Regions from separate parts of the Mus musculus genome. Here regions 1 and 3 are each linked to region 2. The links are chromatin contacts, called in public HiChIP or PLAC-seq and Micro-C maps. All regions are on one chromosome and are shown on one strand. The core of a region is the stretch at or near the end of the contact, and the rest is flanking DNA. Distances in the headings are between cores, read along the strand shown.

Region 1 (3,919 bases), core at 679-3,178, 910 kb before region 2:
CACTTGCTGCTTTTGCAGAGGACCCAGGTTCAGTTCCCAGCAACCAGACCGTAGCTCATAGACATTGGTGACTCCAGCACTAAGGGGGACACCCTCTTCTGACCTCCGTGGCTGCCGGGCACACACATGGTACAGTACATTTATACAGGCAAAACACATGCACATGAAAATAAATAAATCTTTAAAAAGGAAACATAATTATATATGCATACTACATAAGTATTACTTACATATGATATGCTTATATCATATGTAATATATGTTATAGTTACATATACATGCTATGTATACATAGCATATATAACGTATTATATATTATTAATAGTTATTTCAGGAGCTGCTGCGTAACACATTTTAGTACTATAGATATGGACACAGAAAACAAATGAATCACTCGGGATCCCATTTGGTTAAGTACAGTCTCCAGTGCTGACTGCAACAGTGAATATTCTGGTGTCATGGTTATTTTAATTACCAGGAATGAGACTGGTCTTAGAAGTAAAAGCGTACTTTTAAAAATAATTTTAGGAACAGAAAAATCCACTTCCACAGATGTGCAGAACGTGGTATTTATGTGTGGAAAGTGCTACTCTTCCTGCAGGCTCCCATGCAACACCTTTCATCTCAAAACTTCCTATTTACCATCCTGATCCCAGGTTATTGGCCTCACCACGGGGAATTATGAAAATCTTACCTATTCCATTCCAACATTAGTATCTTTATATTTGCTAAGTTACTACTTCAAATTTTTCTCAAGCAGGCTTGCTGGTACTAATCTGATAATCAAATAGTACATAACTTCCAGGCTTGGTGGTGCACACACCACACGGAATCCCAGCAGTTGGGAGGTTAAAGTAGGGGGAATCACTGCCAAGTTTTAGGCCACCCTGTGCTACGAGAGAGTTCAGAGGCAACTTGGTATAGATAATGAACCTGTCTAAAAAAAAAATTACACATACGTGATCGCACAGCATACCTCAACCATTTAAATATTAACGGTACTACAAGCCAGGTGGTGGAGGCACATGCCTTTAAATCACAGCGGGGGGGCGGGGGGCGGGGGGGCGAGGGGGCGGGGGGGGGCGGGGGGAGAGGGCAGAGGGCAGGGGGCAGGGGGCAGAGGGCAGAGGGCAGAGACAGGTGAATCTCTGAGTTTGAGACCAGCCTGGTCTGCAAAGCGATTTCCAGGACAGCCTGTCTCGGGGGAAAAAAATCCCCCCCCAAAAAAATACACACACAAAATTATGAGAAATTACAGAAGAACACACACGTGTGCTTAGTGATAACCTTTCAAACATCCTTCAGAAAAATCAACCTACTGCTTCACATGTCATTCACGAGGACAGAACATGATAGAATTCCAGGCAAAATCACTCACAATCACGTTCACAAATCACTTTCAATTCTCCAATCTCCTACAGGAGTCATACCCAATCTAAAAATAGACGCAGGCCGCTATAACCCTAAGCAAAATCCCGCCATCCAGCTTTCACATCCAAGAAGATCGCGATCACTTTATGGCTCTCCCTCCCGCCCCCAAATAATCAGGATGAGCTGAGGGAGCCAAACCACAACATGCTCCCCACATCCTCACACGCAACGCTCGTGATGCCCAGGGACCTGTTCCCAGCGACAGAGTGTCCTCGAGTTTAACACGAAAACTACCCCTTCGGGTCACCGGCAGTCATCCTCGGTGTCACGCCCACGGGCCACACCCGAGGCCCTGTGCAGCCGTTGAGTGTCCCGGTCCCGCTTCCTTAACCTTCTTCCTCCCCAAAATTACCAGGCCTGGCTCGGCCTCTCGGTTTCCTCCCCGGTCTTCCCATCTGGATTCGATCTCTCGGTCGCCCTCCAGATCCGGAGCATCCACTGCGGTCCTCAGCCTCTCCCAACGTCTCGAACCGCCCCGCCTCCGCTCAGCCGTCTACGCCTGCGCACTCACGCCGGGGGCTCGCTCTCCCAGGAGCCTCCGGGGCGGCCCGTTAGTTGCCGCGCGCGCCTCTCCCTCGCCCCGCGCTTGCACCAGCGTCCCCTTGGCTGGGGCGGGTGGGAGTCAGCTGCCTGCTACGGTCTGTGGCCGCGCGCGGGAGTGCATGGCTGCGTCAGTGTGGGGTGTGCCCACAGGGGAGCTCTGAGACTGATTCTGATTAGGTTTGGGTGATTGAACGCGGACCGAGCGGTTTGCGATCCCATACTGTGACCAATTGATCTTGTGACAGCACTGTGCTTTGATCCTATTGGGACCGACGCAGCCCCCACCCCCTTTGACTTCTGAGTTTGGTAGAATTTCATTTTGACCACCCTAGGCTGAGAATTATGTCTTGTAACTGTCGAAAAGCGCGAGGGGTGGCCTCTGTTGCATTCTTGTTCAGTCTGTACGCAATGTCTTTCCCAAGGGTAATTCAGAGAACGCATAAGGTTTCTCTTCCTCCGACAGGGAGGTGAGGGTAAAGGGATGGCAATGAAAAGTTCCATGATTTCTTGGAATGTGTGCTGAGGTTTCTGTCACTGCCTCTGTCGCCTCACCGGTGACATTGCCAGACTACACAGCGTGGAGTGACTTGGCTATTAAGGAGAAAGTTGGTATTTGAAACCTAGAACGACGATTCAGGTTTAAAAACCACACAGCCTTGTATGGAGATCTCACAATGGGAGTCGTCGTCGTCGTCCCCCCCCCCCCCAGATTGAAGTGCAAGCGAAGATAGGATATTGAAGTTCTAAGGATAGGATTCCAAAGATTGTTTTAGAAGTTATGTGTCATTAATAATTTTCCAAGGATTTATATCCAATATGATGCATTAATCAGTTATTCCATAGACGAAGCCACACCGATTGATTCTATTTTGGACCAAATACTGTTCCATCTGAAAGTGCTACTTAATCTCAATTGTATGATTTTCTTGTGAAGGAAAACCCTACTATCAAAAAGGTTATTGTATTGATGAAATGCGATTTTTAAAATGTACTAGACTTTGTAGCTGATTCGCTCTGTTCTTAGTGCAGGACTCTGTCAATTTTTCAACCCATTTCCTCACGTTGTTCAAAATAGATTTCTTTCCCAATACTTTAGGAAAAAAAAAATTGCTAAGGCTGGCCAGTGGTGGCACATGCCTTTAATCCCAACACTTGGGAGGCAGAGGCAGGTGGATTTCTGAGTTCGAGGCCAGCCTGGTCTACAGAGTGAGTTCCAGGACAGCCAAGGCTACACAGAGAAACCCTGTCTCAAAAAACCAAAAACAAACAAAACAAAACAAAAACAAAAAGTGCTTTAAATATATACAGGTTTTACTATGGTCACCCGTCCCCCCACCCCCACCCCCGATTTAGTAGTTTCACTGAGAAAAATATTTAATAACACAAGTTGTCCTAAATATTTAAACTTTTAACCCTATAAATATTGTTTGGCACCAAACTGCTATGCCCAAACATGAGGACCAGAGTTCAATCCTAGACCCACAGAGAAAGTTGTATATGACATGGTGCCTATAACCCCAGTGCTGGAAGGGCAGACAAGAATATCCCTGTGTTTCACTAACCAGCCAGCCTAGCTGAGTCTCCAAGATGCGGTGACAGACCCTGTCTCAAAACCCCAGGATGAACAGCTCCAGAAATGTGGCACCCAAGATTGCTTTCCAGCCTGCAGTCTAAGTCTCTCTCTCTCTCTCTCTCTCTCTCTCTCTCTCTCCCCCTCCCTCCCTCCCTCCCTCCCTCCCTCTCTCTCCTCTCCTCTCCTCTCCTCTCCTCTCCTTTTCTCTTTTGTTTTGAGATGGATCAGTCTCACTATTGTAGCTCTAGCTGGCCTGGTACTCACTTGTAGACCAGACTGGCCTCGAGCTCACAGAGACATGCTTGCCTCTGCCTCCCAAGCAGAAGGAGTAAAGGTATATATCACCAAATCTGGTACATTTTTTTAAAAAAC
Region 2 (3,775 bases), core at 1,130-3,629:
AGCTGGTGCTGAGGAGAAACCACCAGGGCGGGAGAAGGGCTTTAAAGAAAAGGGGTGCGACGAGCAGGAGGGCCAGGTTGCCCTGGACCCAGGGAGAAGAAGTGGCCAGGACCAGGGACGTGGTCAGGAGTGGAGACGAAGCGAGGATCCGAACTACTGCAACACTTGGGGCCTGAACCAGGACCAGGGGCGTGGCCAAGAGAGGAGACTGAGCGAGGGTTTGAACTACCGCAACACTCCGGCTTTGAACCAGGACCAGGGGCGTGGTCAAGAGAGAAGACTGAGCGAGGATTTGAACTACTGCAACACTCGGGACCTGAATCAGGACCAGGGGCGTGGTCAAGAGAGGAGACGAAGCGAGGATCCGAACCGCCGAGACACTCCGGGTCTGAGCCAGGACCAGGGACGTGGCCAAGAGAGGAGACGAAGCGAGGATTTGAACTACAGCAACACTTGGGGCCTGAACCAGGACCAGGGGCGTGGCCAAGAGAGGAGACGAAGCGAGGATTTGAACTACCGCAACACTCCGGCTTTGAACCAGGACCAGGGGCGTGGCCAAGAGAGGAGGCGAAGCGAGGATTTGAACTACTGCAACACTTGGGGCCTGAACCAGGACCAGGGGCGTGGCCAAGAGAGAAGACTGAGCGAGGATTTGAGCTACTGCAACATCCGGGACCTGAATCAGGACCAGGGGCGTGGTCAAGAGTGGAGAAGAAGCGAGGATCCGAACCATCGCGACACTCGAGGTCTGAGCCAGGATCAGGGGCGTGGCCAAAAGAGGAGACAGAGCGAGGATTTGAACTACTGCAACACTCGGGGCCTGAACCAGGACCTGGGGCGTGGCCAAGAGAGGAGACTGAGCGAGGATTTGAACTATTGCAACACTCGGGGCCTGAACGAGGACCTGGGGCGTGGCCAAGAGAGGAGACTGAGCGAGGATTTGAACTATTGCAACACTCGGGGCCTGAATCAGGACCAGGGGCGTGGCCAAGAGAGGAGACAGAGCAAGGATTGGAACTACTGCAACACTTGGGGCCTGAACCAGTACCAGGGGCGTGGCCAAGAGAGGAGACTGAGCGAGGATTTGAACTACTGCAACACTCGGTGCCTGAATCAGGACCAGGGGCGTAGCCAAGAGAGGAGACTGAGCAAGGATTCGAACTACTGCAACACGTGGGGCCTGAACCAGGACCAGGGACATGGCCAAGAGAAGAAACAGACCGAGGATTTGAACTACTGCAACACTCGGGACCTGAGTCAGGGCCAGGGGCGTGGTCAAGAGAGGAGACGAAGCGAGGATCCGAACCACCGCGACACTCGGGGTCTGAGCCAGGACCAGGGGCGTGGCCAAGAGAGGAGACAGAGTGAGGATTTGAACTACTGCAACACTCAGGGCCTGAACCAGGACCGGGGGCGTGGCCAAGAGAGAAGACAGAGTGAGCATTTGAACTACTGCAACACTTGGAGCCTGAACCAGGACCAGGGTCGTGGCCAAGAGAGAAGGCAGAGTGAAGATCCGCTCTACCGCGACACTCCAGACCGGAGCCAGGACCAGGGGCGTGGCCAGAAGAGAAAGCAGAGCCAGGATCTGATTTCCAGAACGACTCAGACCTTGAGCCAAGGCAAAGAGCCTAGCGAGTTCGGAGGTGTGGGCGAGGATTCACGAAAGGACAAGAAGACTCTAAGCCGGTTCCTGAGCAGGGCAGGAGCGAAAAGAAAGGGGCGTGGCGAAGAGCAGTGTGTGGGCGGGGAACCTTTTGAGGGCGGAGCCAAGTCCCCTGAGGGGCACAGTGGTAAGGAAAACAGGAAGTGCTCTGGCAAGGCAAGAAAAAAAAAGAGGGACTTGGCGAAGAGTAGGTTAGGAGTTCCAAGAACGGGAACAGAAAAGAGCAAAGCCAGGGCAAAGAGAGAGAGAGTAACTAGGAAGCAGGGTGAAAAGAGCCGCAGGGGTAGGGACAGTAGTAAGAGCAGGGGCGGGGCGAGGAGTATTAGTAGGGGAGGGGCGAGGAGTATTAGTAGGGGAGGGGCGAGGAGTATTAGTAGGGGAGGGGCCGGGAGAAAGAGCAGGGGCGGGGCAAGGAGTGTTAGTAGGGGAGGGGCCGAGAGTAGGAGCAGGGGCGGGGCGAGGAGTATTAGTAGGGGAGGGGCCGAGAGTAGGAGCAGGGGCGGGGCGAGGAGTATTAGTAGGGGAGGAGCTGGGAGTAAGGGCGTGGCAAGGCCTAAGAGCAGGGCCCGGGCAGAGAGTAAGGGGCCCCAAAGCCTGATCAAAGGTGGAGCTAGGAAGAAGAGTGGGAAAAGGGGCAGGAACTGAGCGGTTTCCTAGAGATCAGCCTCAGCTAGCCAACTTGCAAGTGGGTGTTAATCCCCACGTTCTCCAGGTTCTAGCTACATGGTGTCCCGGCCAGCCATGTCCCCGGTCAGCCCTGTGTGGCCGAGAAAACCAAACCTTTGGGCATTCTGGGTACTGCGGCTAGTGCTATTGCTGTCGTTGAAGTCGTGGGCGGAAGATACCTTACAGCATTGCACCTGGCTTCTTGTCCTGAACAAGTTCGAGAAGGTAGGCTTGCATCTCTCCAAGGATCGATTTCAAGATCATGAGCCCATCGATACAGTGGCCAAGGTGTTCCAAAAGTTGACAGACTCGCCAATCGATCCGTCAGAGGTGAGGGAAGTGAGATCAAGAGTATCAAAGAGATTTGGGGTCAGTAAATAGAGAGATCTCGAGTCAGTACACCAAGTGACTAGGTATTTCCTCCACCTTTCTTTACAGAACTATTTGAGCTTTCCTTACTACTTGCAAATCAACTTTTCCTGTCCGGGACAGGTAAGAGTTTACAGTATGAGTAGGCTGATTTCTGTAAGTCTCCAGTTTCCCATTTTCAGCAGTGTTTTTTCAATACAGTTTAATAGTAGTCTCCACCAACCCTGAAGGCATTAAAGATTCAGTCTCCCACTAGGTACAAGAACACAATAGGGACAAAAAGTGAGCACAGCACTCCCCCCCCCACGGGGCCCCATTTTAAAATTGAGATGTAGCTCTTATTTTGTTTAGGGGCCTAGGGACAGAATCCAAGGCTTTGTACATGCTACCACTGCTACCTGCTACCACCCTGTTCTCAGCCCCTAAAGGTGTCGTTCTAAAGTATACAGATCAGTACATTTTAGTGTATCTACAGAGTCAGGCAACCGTTTCAGCTCCATTCTGTCATTCCATGACAGAAAAACTGTGACCAAGGCAACTTATAAACCAAAAGTCCATGAGCAGCACAGTAGGGAACCCGGTGGGACCACCATGGCAGGTACTTCCATCCACAAGCAGGAGGCAGAGAAAGCGAACTAGGAATGGTGCAGACCTCAAGGCCTAACACCCCTGGTGACACATCTTCTCCATGAAGGCCATATGTAATCCTATTCAGTCAGACCCACAGCTAAGGACCAAGCATTCAAACATAGGAGCCTGGGGTGTTCAAACAGTACCTCACTTAAGCAATCACACTAACCTCATTATCTTTCTCCGGAACGTTCCTATTATCCTCCAATAAGAACCCTGTGTCTGGGCCGGGCGTGGTGGCGCACGCCTTTAATCCCAGCACTCGGGAGGCAGAGGCAGGCGGATTTCTGAGTTCGAGGCCAGCCTGGTCTACAAAGTGAGTGCCAGGACAGCCAGGGCTATACAGAGAAACCCTGTCTGGAAAAACCAAAAAAAAAAAAAAAAAAAAAAAAGAACCCTGTGTCTAATAGTAGTTATTCTCTCTTTTAAAAAAAAAGCATTCAT
Region 3 (4,068 bases), core at 1,327-3,826, 520 kb after region 2:
CTTGTAAATTTCACCAAGGACACCCGGAAGAGAAGAGCTCTCTTCCCAACTCCTCCCAACTCCTCAGCTAGCTGTTAAAAGCCCCTACTGTCACCGCTGGAGGGGGGGGTGTCGAACTCCCCTGCCCTGCATGGCAGAGGGACTTCGTCCTCAGCTAGCTGATAATAAAACCTCTTGCAGTTTGCATCAGGTGTGGTTTTCTCTCAGGATGTTGGGGTGTTGGCCAGCTCATCCCGGGACTTGAGCAGAGGCCCAGCATTGGGGGTCTTACATGGCCAGGTCCACAGACAGGCATAGGTCAAATTTGGTCACTTTAGAAAAAGCCATAGTGTAATTTAGGGTTGTGAGTTAATGTCAGTTGGCCTAGAGGCTGTGGTTAACCACAGGGGCAAGCAGCTAATTGGTTAGTCAATCCAGGAAGCTCCAATAAAGACTCTGTACAGAGAACGGACACTCTTACAGACATCTGGATACAGGCAGCCTGACTCCATGGAGCACTCACTGGCTTTGAGCTCACCTATGACATCCTTTTGCTTCAGCATCCCAAGTGCTGGGATTACAAGTGTGTGCCGTGGGCCCCAGTGCTTACTAACGGGCTTTTCCTGTGCCCAGACTCACCAGTCAGAGACAGCAATCTCCACACCACCACTGTCCAGCAGCTCTGGCCACAGACCCTTCTCCACCAGGTCCACGACCTGCTTCTTGCGACACCAGCTAGGAAGGTGAGACAGCGGTTGGCTGGTCCGTGAGAACCCGCAGGTCTTTCTTCAAGGTCTCTGACCCAGGGTGAGGGGGGGACGGGGGGGGGGGAACGGGGGACGACGACGACACGGGGGGGGCGGGGAACACGGGGGGGGGGGGCGGGGAGGGTTTTCACCTGAAGGAAGTCACGAAGCAGGTCTGTGAAGGGGCCCCAGGTACAGGTTTCCTGTTCTTCTCCACCACCCATCCATCCCCACCGTGCCGCACCATCCATTTGCGCAGGCCTTCTGTAGAGAAAAAAACAGTAGAGGCAATCGCAGTACCAGGGACGCAAAGGCTTTAGGAATGTGGTCGAATTGAAGCTGCGCCGCCCCTCCTCCACCCCTCAGGTTTGAAAAGAATCGGAAACCTGAGCAGGCAGGAAGGACGGCTCAGTGGGAAAACTTTAGCCTAATTAATCATCAGACTTCACGCAGAAATACAAGGAGAGAACTGTGGATACAAAGTTGGCCGCTGAGCACCTACCACCTGTACGCGAGACTTGAGCCTTTTAACAACACACCAAAATAATTTTAAAAAATTAAAAGTTTATGTCTGCAGACTATGTATATATGCCCTCTCTCCAGAGGCCAGAAGAAAGGGTGGTCTCCCTGAGACTTGAGTTACAGATGGTTGTGAGTCTCCACTTGAGTGTTTGGAACTGAGCTTAGGTCCTTTGGAGGAGCAGCTCTTAGCCGCTGAGCTATCTTTCCAACCCGCAAAAACAAAAAGCAAAACAACAACAAAAACAAAATATACTAACAAAATTTAAAAATTTGTAACTGCTCTTCTAGAGGACCTGGGGTCAGTTCCCAGCTCCCAAGCCATGAGGCTTAGTCTCCTGAAACTCCAGGCGCAGGGACGAAAATAAATTGTTAAAATGTAAAAGCCAATGAAACAAAAGATATTTATGTGTTGATTTTAATTGCTCTTGGTGCCTCTCTGTGCATCCTGTCTCTCAGATAGAAGATATGCTGTTTGGTCCCCTCTACCGCTCTCTTATGTAGGTCAGGTGATTCCAGCTACTCTAACTGGGTCAAGTGTGACCCCACTTCTAGCCCCTCCCTCTGCTACATCTGTAGACCTGCCTCTTGGTTTAACTCTAGGCCCCGCCCATTTCATACCTTGTGACTCCGCCCTATCCTCTCACTGGTTTCCTTCTGGTCTCACAGCCTACAAATATCCCGTGACCCCGCCCTTAATACCTTCCGGGGGATTCCTTCTTGGCTCTGTCCATTAGCATTCTTGGGGCCCCGCCCTTTGTGCTACAGTTCTCTCTTGGTCCCGCCCCTAGGCTTCCTCTAGGCCCCGCCTTCTCAGCGCCTCACCTTGGCCACAGGGGTTGCTGATGAGGTTGCGTCCTAGCGGTCTCAGTGCGCAGAATTGGCCCAGCGGGCAGGGCGTGTCTTCGTGGGCAGGGGGCAGACAGCGGCGGGCTAGTGTCAGCAGGGCGCGGCCCGCTGCGCTGTGGTCACGGGCCAGCAGCAGCAACCATAGGGCCTGGCCATCTACCAGGGCGCGCCAGGCGCGGCACACTCGGCGGCAGTGCATCAGCAGCGTGCGCGGGGGCACGTGGCTCAGTACCAGCAGGAGCAGCTCCGGGGGCAGACGGCTCAGGTCCAGGACCTCCTGGGGGTCGGGCTCCGGCGTCGGGACCCGGGTCCTGGATATCCAGGCACCCATGGTCCCCGCGCCCCGCTTGGCTGGGACTGCAGGAGAAGAGGGGTTAGATGTTAGTGATTAGCAGCCTCTGCTGCCAGGCTTTGCAGCCGTCCACCCCGAGACTAACATCCCCGAAGCCATCCACTGTCTCCCACGTCCCTTACCGCCTCTCTGTCCCCAAAGCCTACCCTCCTCCCAGCCCGCTGGTGCTCACCGGCACCCCTGCCAGCTCCCCTTCGCGGCCTGGAGGACCGCATAGCTATAGCTTTGCCTAATACTATCCTTCCCAGGCGAAACCTCTCTGAGATTCGCCGAATGTCCAGCCCTGTGGATCCAGACCCCACCTCCTTCCGGCTTAGGACTGGTGGACAGTTTAGGAATCCACCTGAGGACACAGATTAGGCCAGGGCTCTGGCACAGTCCTAGCGGTTCAGCAACCAATCCAACACTTGGAGTGACCCTAAATCCGCAGTGGACGCCTGGCATCTGGTAACAACTATTATTTCGGGTAGGCATCCAAGTGGAAGGCTCCACCCCTAAACGCCTTGTGCAGTCCGTGACCTTAATCCCAGACAATCATCCAGTCATCCGCGATTTACAAGAAAAAGCAGGCTCTAGAGGACAACAATGACCCCGCTAATCGAAAGCATCAGCTGAAGCTTACAGTTTCGAACTTCGGCAACTTAGCACATTTTAAAAAGAGATTTATCTTATGTATGTGAGTACACTGTAGCTGTACAGATGGTTGTGAGCCTTTATGTGGTTGTCCGGAACTGAACTTTTAGAACTTCTGCTTGCCCCGGTCAGCCTTGCTTGCTCTGGTAGGTTCTGCTCGATCTGATCGACCTGCTGAGTCTCTGCTTGCTCCAACCCAAAGATTTATTATTATACATAAGTATACTGTAGCTGTCTTCAGACACACCATAAGAGGGCATCGGATCTCATTCTGGATGGTTGTGAGCCACCATGTGGTTGCTGGGATTTGAACTCAGGACCTTTGAAATGAGCCATCTCGTCAGCTCCCCGAACATCTTAACACAGAAAAGGAACCGAGGCTCTTAGAGGCCGTGACCTTCCTAAGTGACTAGTAGTGTTAGTGAGTGGGTCTAGCTCCAGATTTTTTTTTTTTTTTTTTTGACAGGGTCTCACTTTGTAGGGCTGGCTAGCCTGGAACTCACTGTGTACGCAAACTGAGAGACCTGCCTGCCTCTGCCTCCTGAGTGCTGGGACTAAAGACATGTATTACTATGACCAGCTCTGTCGGGCAGTGGTGGCGCATGCCTTTAATCCCAGCACTTGGGAGGCAGAGGCAGGTGGATTTATGAGTTTGAGGCCAACCCGGTCTCCAGAGTGAATTCCAGGACAGCCAGGGCTAAAAGAGAAACCCTGTCTCGAAAAAAAAAAAATAGTTTTATGTGTATGGAGGTTTGCCCGCATTTATGTCTCCACCATGTTTGTGCCTGGTATCTGGGGAGGTCAGAGGAGGTATTTTCAGGATTCCCTGGAACTGGAGTTACATGTGGTCGAGAGCACCTGTGATGCTAGTTAAACCCAGGTCCTTTGGGGAAATTGGCCATCTATCTCTCCAGCCCTACTTTTCAACTGAGACTCAGGTAGAGCCCATGCTGTCCTTGAACTCACTAAGTAGCCAAGCATGACACTGAT

The links. Hi-C and Micro-C count contacts between places; a contact is called where the count stands out from the background. HiChIP or PLAC-seq counts read pairs in DNA pulled down with a chosen protein or histone mark.
Region 1: an H3K4me3 HiChIP or PLAC-seq map of embryonic stem cells shows a contact between it and region 2, with 6 read pairs. The contact joins the promoter of Zfp382 here to the promoter of Catsperg1 in region 2. A contact is called at or near these places in 1 of 39 promoter capture datasets (embryonic stem cells) and 1 of 115 datasets of contacts at active chromatin or transcription factors (embryonic stem cells).
Region 3: a contact with region 2 is called in a Micro-C map of embryonic stem cells, with 4 times the contacts expected there. The contact joins the promoter of Fbxo27 here to the promoter of Catsperg1 in region 2.

What each region holds. Positions count from the first base shown.
Region 1 is chr7:30,119,941-30,123,859 of GRCm38.p6, reverse strand. It overlaps Zfp382 (zinc finger protein 382), which reads right to left and starts at 1,928. Exons shown (of 5, transcript NM_001081007.2): 1 at 1,784-1,928. The coding sequence starts at 1,826.
Region 2 is chr7:29,209,529-29,213,303 of GRCm38.p6, reverse strand. Catsperg1 (cation channel sperm associated auxiliary subunit gamma 1) reads left to right here and starts at 2,379. Exons shown (of 28, transcript NM_001368407.1): 1 at 2,379-2,662; 2 at 2,771-2,824. The coding sequence starts at 2,390.
Region 3 is chr7:28,691,652-28,695,719 of GRCm38.p6, reverse strand. Fbxo27 (F-box protein 27) reads right to left here and starts at 2,576. Exons shown (of 5, transcript NM_001163702.1): 1 at 2,070-2,576; 2 at 878-989; 3 at 619-714. The coding sequence starts at 2,424.